Regions from separate parts of the Sus scrofa genome. Here region 2 is linked to region 1. Evidence: chromatin contacts called from public Hi-C data. All regions are on one chromosome and are shown on one strand. Each heading gives the region's core, a stretch centred on a gene start, on an enhancer-like site or on the middle of the called end of the contact. The rest is flanking DNA. Distances are from core to core; before and after follow the strand shown.

Evidence for each region. Hi-C and Micro-C count contacts between places; a contact is called where the count stands out from the background.
Region 2: a Hi-C map of liver shows a contact between it and region 1, with 5 times the contacts expected there. The contact joins the promoter of SEMA5B here to the promoter of SEC22A in region 1. A contact is called at or near these places in 4 of 47 Hi-C or Micro-C datasets (embryonic fibroblasts, fetal heart ventricle, liver and 1 more).

What each region holds. Positions count from the first base shown.
Region 1 is chr13:137,248,662-137,251,982 of Sscrofa11.1, forward strand. It overlaps SEC22A (vesicle-trafficking protein SEC22a), which reads right to left and starts at 2,037. Exons shown (of 7, transcript XM_021070245.1): 1 at 1,846-2,037.
Region 2 is chr13:137,442,542-137,445,745 of Sscrofa11.1, forward strand. It overlaps SEMA5B (semaphorin-5B), which reads left to right and starts at 1,441. Exons shown (of 22, transcript XM_021070255.1): 1 at 1,441-1,650.

The sequences.
Region 1 (3,321 bases), core at 787-3,286:
TAAACTCCATTTTACAAATGTGGAAACTGAGGAACTCTTTTGCAATGTCACACTGCTAATACATGGCAGAACTGGTGCTTAAACCTAAGTCTCTTGTATCTCTACATCAACTGTGCTCCTCCTATATCCAACCAGGGCAAGAACTCAGTAACAGATAAACTAGCTACTCATTTTGAAATAACAGCTTGTGGTTAAGAAACAATGTAATATTGTAGTTAGCATGATGAACTCTGAAATCAGATTGCCTGGGTTGGAAAACTGGTTCCAAACTGGGCAGGCTTTGTCTTTTTATCTTTAATACTCCAATCTATCAATTGTGGCTATCAAAAGTATCTATCTCACAGTGTTATTTTAAAGATATTAATGGTATATACTTCATAGGAACACATAAGAAACCCGAAACATCACCTTTTTGACTTAAAGTGCAATATTAAGTGTTTTCTATTATTATGTATTGACTGCCCTCTATTTAACAGACACTTCATACACGTTACTTCATTTAAGCTTTTCAATAAGCTACATTACCAGTTTGATTTTACCTGAGGATATTCAAACGTAGAAAAATATTTTATTCAACCCCTAAACTAGCAAGTGACATATTTAAACTCATGCATAACTCTACCCTAGAGGGATTACCTACCTCTCAACATATTCAGGCTTCCAACACATAGACAGAAAGATCACAGTCACCCCCTAGGCTCCGTTCATACATCAGTACAAAATATACTTAGATTTTTAAAGACTCACTCATGCACACAAACACATACAAAGCAATAAACCAACATCATGGTTCTCAACACAGGAAATGCTCAGATGTCCCTTAAGTTAGTGCATGGTCACAGATGTCAGATTCAAACACTCAGCTACAACCCAGAAACTGCAGATATTGTTTTCAATATAGGCTCATTCTTTAATATCTTAGCAGTAAGCAAATGCAAGTAACCTGAAATGTGATTCAGAGAGTTTAAAACAAAACAAAACAAAAAATTGGCTGTTCCACCTGTTAGCTGGGATCCCAACATCTCCCGCCTGGTGGCTGACACTTTAGCCCTGGGCTTTGCCTTTGCAGCAGAGGCATGGGAGGAAATGGTTCTCAAGCTCTCCCACTTCCCCAGGTGGATGATCCAGGAAACTAAGAAGGAGAAAAGGCCAAAGCTGTTTTCACTGGCAGAGAGATTAACGCCGGCTGGGTTTCAGCCTCCTATTTCGGTTCTTCCACCTGCCAAGGCAATTGCTCGGATCTCCTTTATGCCACATCGTTTCGCAAAGTGCCATTAACAGGGCCTTAAAAGTTGCCATGAGCCAACATGGCCAAATTTCTGGATTCAGTGCTCATTCAATGTCACAAAAGGTAAAGAAAGTAAGCCACGAGTTCAAATTCCACCTTGCCTAAAAGAAATAGGAAATGTCATGTCGAGCTCTCAGGGTCACCTAAACAGCCCAGGAAGATCCCCGGGTTTCTGAATGCCCACCTCCCGGCCCCCCTACAGCTGGCAGCCCATAGCGACTTTCTCTCCTCCTCGGGCCCCCTGCCCAAGCTGCCCCATACACCCGCGGGTCAGCCAAAGGGCAACCGCCGTCCACGCGGGCCCACGCATCCCTCAAGCTGCAGGGGACGAAGGTCCCGAGATCCCGACCCTCCAAAGCTCTGCGGCTCGGACGACTCCTGGCTCCCGCCCACACTCCACAAGCCTAGTCCTCGCCGGGGGTCAGTAAGCCTGTGTTCCCGAGGGCGAGGGCCGGGGCTGTGACAGGCGACGAGGAGAGCGAAGGGGCGGCGGGCCGTCAGGGGTTCGAGCGACCCTGAGAAGGAAGAAACAAGGACTGGGAGGGGCACGGCAGTACCTGTCGAGCCGGGACCCGCCGCTCCGAGTGACGCGACCCGCACTGCATTGTGGGGCCGGGGAGTGGCCTTTCCGCGGGGCAGTCCCGCGTGCAACGTGGCTGGCGCCCGGCGAGATCAAGCCCCGCCTTCGTTCCTTGAGCTTGCCCAGGCCAATCAGGTTCTGGGGCAAGGACACACTGACCCGCCCCCTCCAGGGCAGATTGGCAGCTTTTCAAGCTCCTGCGCCTAAGGAGCGTAAACTCAATTTAGATTAGGCTGTCCCTCACGAGTAAGGCTGATCTCTCCCACCTGCTACCTGTATCTGCAGGCAATTCGTTTTTCACGCGGCCCTACAGCAAACACCGAAGGAACAGCAGCGAAATCCCCCTGTGAGTGAATAAAAACGCCACACAGGAGCAGGAACCTAACCTTGGCAAAGAAGTGCCAGATACTGTTTCTGCGGCCCCTTCTAACTTTTGCATCAGTCATGCATTATTAAACAAGCACTGCGTACCACGTGCCGAGCGCGGTATTAAGCATTGCGTTCCAGAAGTGAACTTAACACGATGGAATCTAAAGTGTGATAGGAGCAAGAGATGTTAAAGCACAAATCTTTCCGTAATTATAAATTGTAATCAGTTCTACGAAGGAAAATTAGTGGGAGCGGTGATAGATTAATCAGGATTGTCAGGGAAGAGCGCTTTGAAGAAGTGCCTTTTAAGCTTCCGGGCATATGAAAGAGCCTTAAAGAGTGTTGCAGGTGGGGAACATTATGTTTGAGGCTGTTGCGGCAGGAAAGACCTTGATGTGTTCCAGGAACTGAAAGGAAGTCAGTATGTTTGAGGTGTAGGGTGTAAACCTGAGCCGAGTTGAGGCAGAGGCCAAACCATGCGGGCTCTTATTGGCCACATTATAGATTTTAGACTGTATTTTGGAACATATCCTAAGGTCAATGGGCAGCCAAGAGAGTGTTAAGTGGGATATGATTTACATATTTAAAAGCTCACTTACACTGTTTATGGGGAACAGTTTGGAAGAGGGCAAAGGGGGTTGCTAGAAGTTCATTTCTAATGCAGTTATATTAGTCAAGGCCAGAGATGATCATAGCTTAAACTAGGGTGATGGCAGTATAGACAGAAAGAATTGGATAATTTTGAGACATGTATAAATTAGAGGTGGAACCCAAGAGATTTAATAATGGATTGGTTTGCAGGGAAGGATAAAGAAAAGAAGAGCATTAAGGATGACTCTATAAGTAACTAGATAAATTAAAAAGCCATTTACTGATTCAGGGAACATAGAAGGAGGAGCAAATAGTTTTGGATATGTGAAGTTTGAGATGCTCATAAATGGAGATGTCAGACAGATTTGGATATGTGTCTGGTGTTCAGAAGAAATGTCTGGACTACTTATATAACTTCAGTGATTATTGGGTAGATCAACCTAGCAATTCCACCACTAGCTCTATATGCAACAGAAATGTACTCATATGTTCA
Region 2 (3,204 bases), core at 191-2,690, 190 kb after region 1:
TATAGGGAGAATAATAAGGACAAGGATGCAAGGACTGGTTTGAGCCTCCTGAGGAAAAAATAATTTTCTTTTCTTTCCTTGCTTCCTTTTTTTTTTTTTTTTTTTTTTGGTTTGTTTTTTTGCTTTTGTTTTTTTAGGACTGCACCCTTGGCATGTGGAAATTTCCAGACTAAGGGTCAATTGGAGCTGAAGCTGCTGGTCAAACCACAGCCACAGCAATGCAGGATCTGAGCAGCAGCTATAACCTGCACCATAACTTCATGGCAGTGCCAGATCCTTAACCCAGTGAGCAAGGCCAGGGGTCGAACCTGAGTCCTCGTGGATACTAGTTGGGTGTGTTACCACTGAGTCACAACAGGAACTCTGGAGGAAAAAAAATAAGTTTTCTGAGTTTGAAGAAAGAATCCACTGGAAGAGAGAAATCTGCCCATTGTTCAACAACAAATATTTATTTGCAATGTATCCAACACTGTTAGCACAAGGGACACTGCTGGGAGAAATCTGAGGGCAATGAACCAGTTTCAGAGGAGAGGGCCAATTCTGAGTGCAGCAGCGAGTATACCACTCAGCCTGTTCTCTGACCCGGACTGCAGTCCTAAGGCAGGACAGCTTCGACATAGAGTAAACAAACACAAAAATGACTTCACTTCCCTGTTCAAGAATCCATAGGGGAGTTCCTGTGGCAGTGCCACTGAAACGAATCCGACCAGGAACCATGAGGTTTGGGTTTGATGTCTGGCCTCGCTCAGAGGCTTAAGGATCCGCCGTTGCCGTGAGCTGTGGTGTAGGTCTCAGACGTGGCTCAGATCTGGCGTTGCTGTGGCTCTGGCATAGGCCGGTGGCTACAGCTCTGATTAGGCCCCTAGCCTGGGAACCTCTATACGTCGTGGGTGCAGCCCTAGAAAGGACAAAAGACAAAAAAAAAAAAAAAAAGAGAGAGAGAGAAAGAAACAACAGGGGAGTTTTCTTGTGGCACAGCGGGTTAAGGATCTGGCATTGTCACAGAAAAGGTTCACGTCGCTGCTGTGGTTCGCTCCCTGGCATGGGAACTTCCACAAGTCCCCTGCCTCAGCCAAAGGAGGGAAAGAAAAAAAGAAACAAGAAAAGACAGTGAGAGGAAAAACAAGAAAACTGAGGCCCGTGGTTTCTGCACCCTGGGAGACAATGTTTTCTACACAAACCTCAGAACACTTGCCTTGGAGATATTGTTGGACACCAGAAGGGCTCTCAAAGGGGACATTGGGAGAGGCTGAGGACATTAACCCAAAGAGCTAAAGCGAGAAGGAGGGATAAACAAGGGCAGGACTTGGGTCCTGGTCTTGGCTGAGATCCGTGCTGGGGTGCAAGGTCCAACTGGGAGGACTCTGGGGAAAGCTAAATTCCCACAGAACTAATGGACACGGAGCACGTGAAATACAGCTTGTGACTTCTGCCAAGTCTCTATTTCTACCCCCAGGCTAATGTGGCCTGGAGAGGCTTATGCCAAGTCATTCCACAGCAGCTCCAAGGAGTTAAGACACTTGCTCGAGGTTGTTGATTTAGGAATAGTCTTTCTCCAAAGTCCTTTCAGACCCTATCCTCTGCGTGGCGTAGTGCAAAACCTCAGGATTCCCACCTCTGCCCTGCTGTGAATGCATTACAGGATCTCGGGTGAGTTAATTTATCTTGAATTTTTCATCCTTTAAAAGAAGGACTTTGGAGTTCCCTTTGTGGTGCAGTGGTGCAGTGGAATCCGACTAGGAACCATGAGGTTGTAGGTTCGATCCCTGGCCTCACTCAGTGGGTTAAGGATCCAGCATTGCTGTGAGCTATGTGTAGGTCGCAGACATAGCTTGGATCCGCGTTGCTGTGGCTCTGGTGTAGACCAGTGGCTACAGCTCCGGTTGGACCCCTAGCCTGGGAACCTCCACACGCTGCTGGTTTGGCCCTTAAAAAAAAAAAAAAAAGGAAGAAAAAAGAAAGAAAGAAAGACAAAAAGAAGGGCTTCAGCTAGAAAAGCTACAACATTCTGTGATTTTTGGACGAATTTCAGCCCCTCAGCAATGGTTCTGAGTACCCTTGATAATCCAACCCGGCCATGCATATCCAGACAAAGCCCCTTCACTTCCTGGCATGGCCTGTTGACTCCAGCCAAGCCAGTTTTTTCCCCTGTCCCTGAACATAGCACGCTCACATGCATTCCTGACCCTTAGCCAAATCCCTCCCTAGGGGCACTAAGAAAATAGGAATGTGCAGAAGCGCCATCTCCCCAGTCCCTTGTTGGAAAGACTGTGCCCACCGCCTTCACCAAGGCTGACTTTCAAGGTGCGCATATGACAGTTCCCCAGGGGCAACCATGTACATTTCTGGTTTTTTTGGTTTTTTTTGTTAGGGCCATATGCACAGCATATGGAGGTTCCCAGGCTAGGGGTCGAATTGGAGCTGCAGCTGCCGGCCTACACCATAGCCACAGCCACGCCAGATCCAAGCCACGTGTGCAACCTACACCCCAGCTCACGACACCACCAGATCATTAACCCACGTAGCAAGGCCAGGGATCGAACCCGCGTCCTCATGGAGCCTAGTCGGGCTGGTTAACCACTGAGCCAGTGTAAATGTAATGTCCATTTACATTTCTGACATAGTTTGTCCAGACCCTTGGTGGATTCATCTCCATTTCCCTCATGTACTACATCTGGGAGTAACGTGTTTCACGAGTTTATTACCCATTTCTTTTCTTTGTTCTAAGTGTTCCTCGTTCATCTCCCCCTCAGGCAAGTGTCTGGGTTGAATGAGTCCTGGTTCACCCTCTCCTGGTTATTGATGAGTGTACTGCTTTCCATCGCATCCTTTTCCAGTCTGGAGAATCCTAACCTTTATGGCCTGTCTTCCCCTCGCAGCCCTTGATTTTTCTGTCTCTATTCCTTCAGTGTCGGTCAGAACATCCCTTCAGAGGTTCAGTGACCAGAACTCTCCCCAGATCAGTGAAGGGAGGAGACATGATATTTAGAGAAATGCAATGGTGTGGGCTCAGGTTTTTTTTCCAGTCTCCCCCATCCCCCCTCCACCTGATGTGTATTTTCTTGGCCTTTGGAGTGAATCAGTACAAAGTCAGGTCCTGGAAGGGAAAATGCCTCCGAAGACACAGGCCCTTTTCTGGTTTTGACAGAGACGTGAGTCACAAAGTTTGGATTTGTTTATTTTTGAACATATCTGCACATGCCA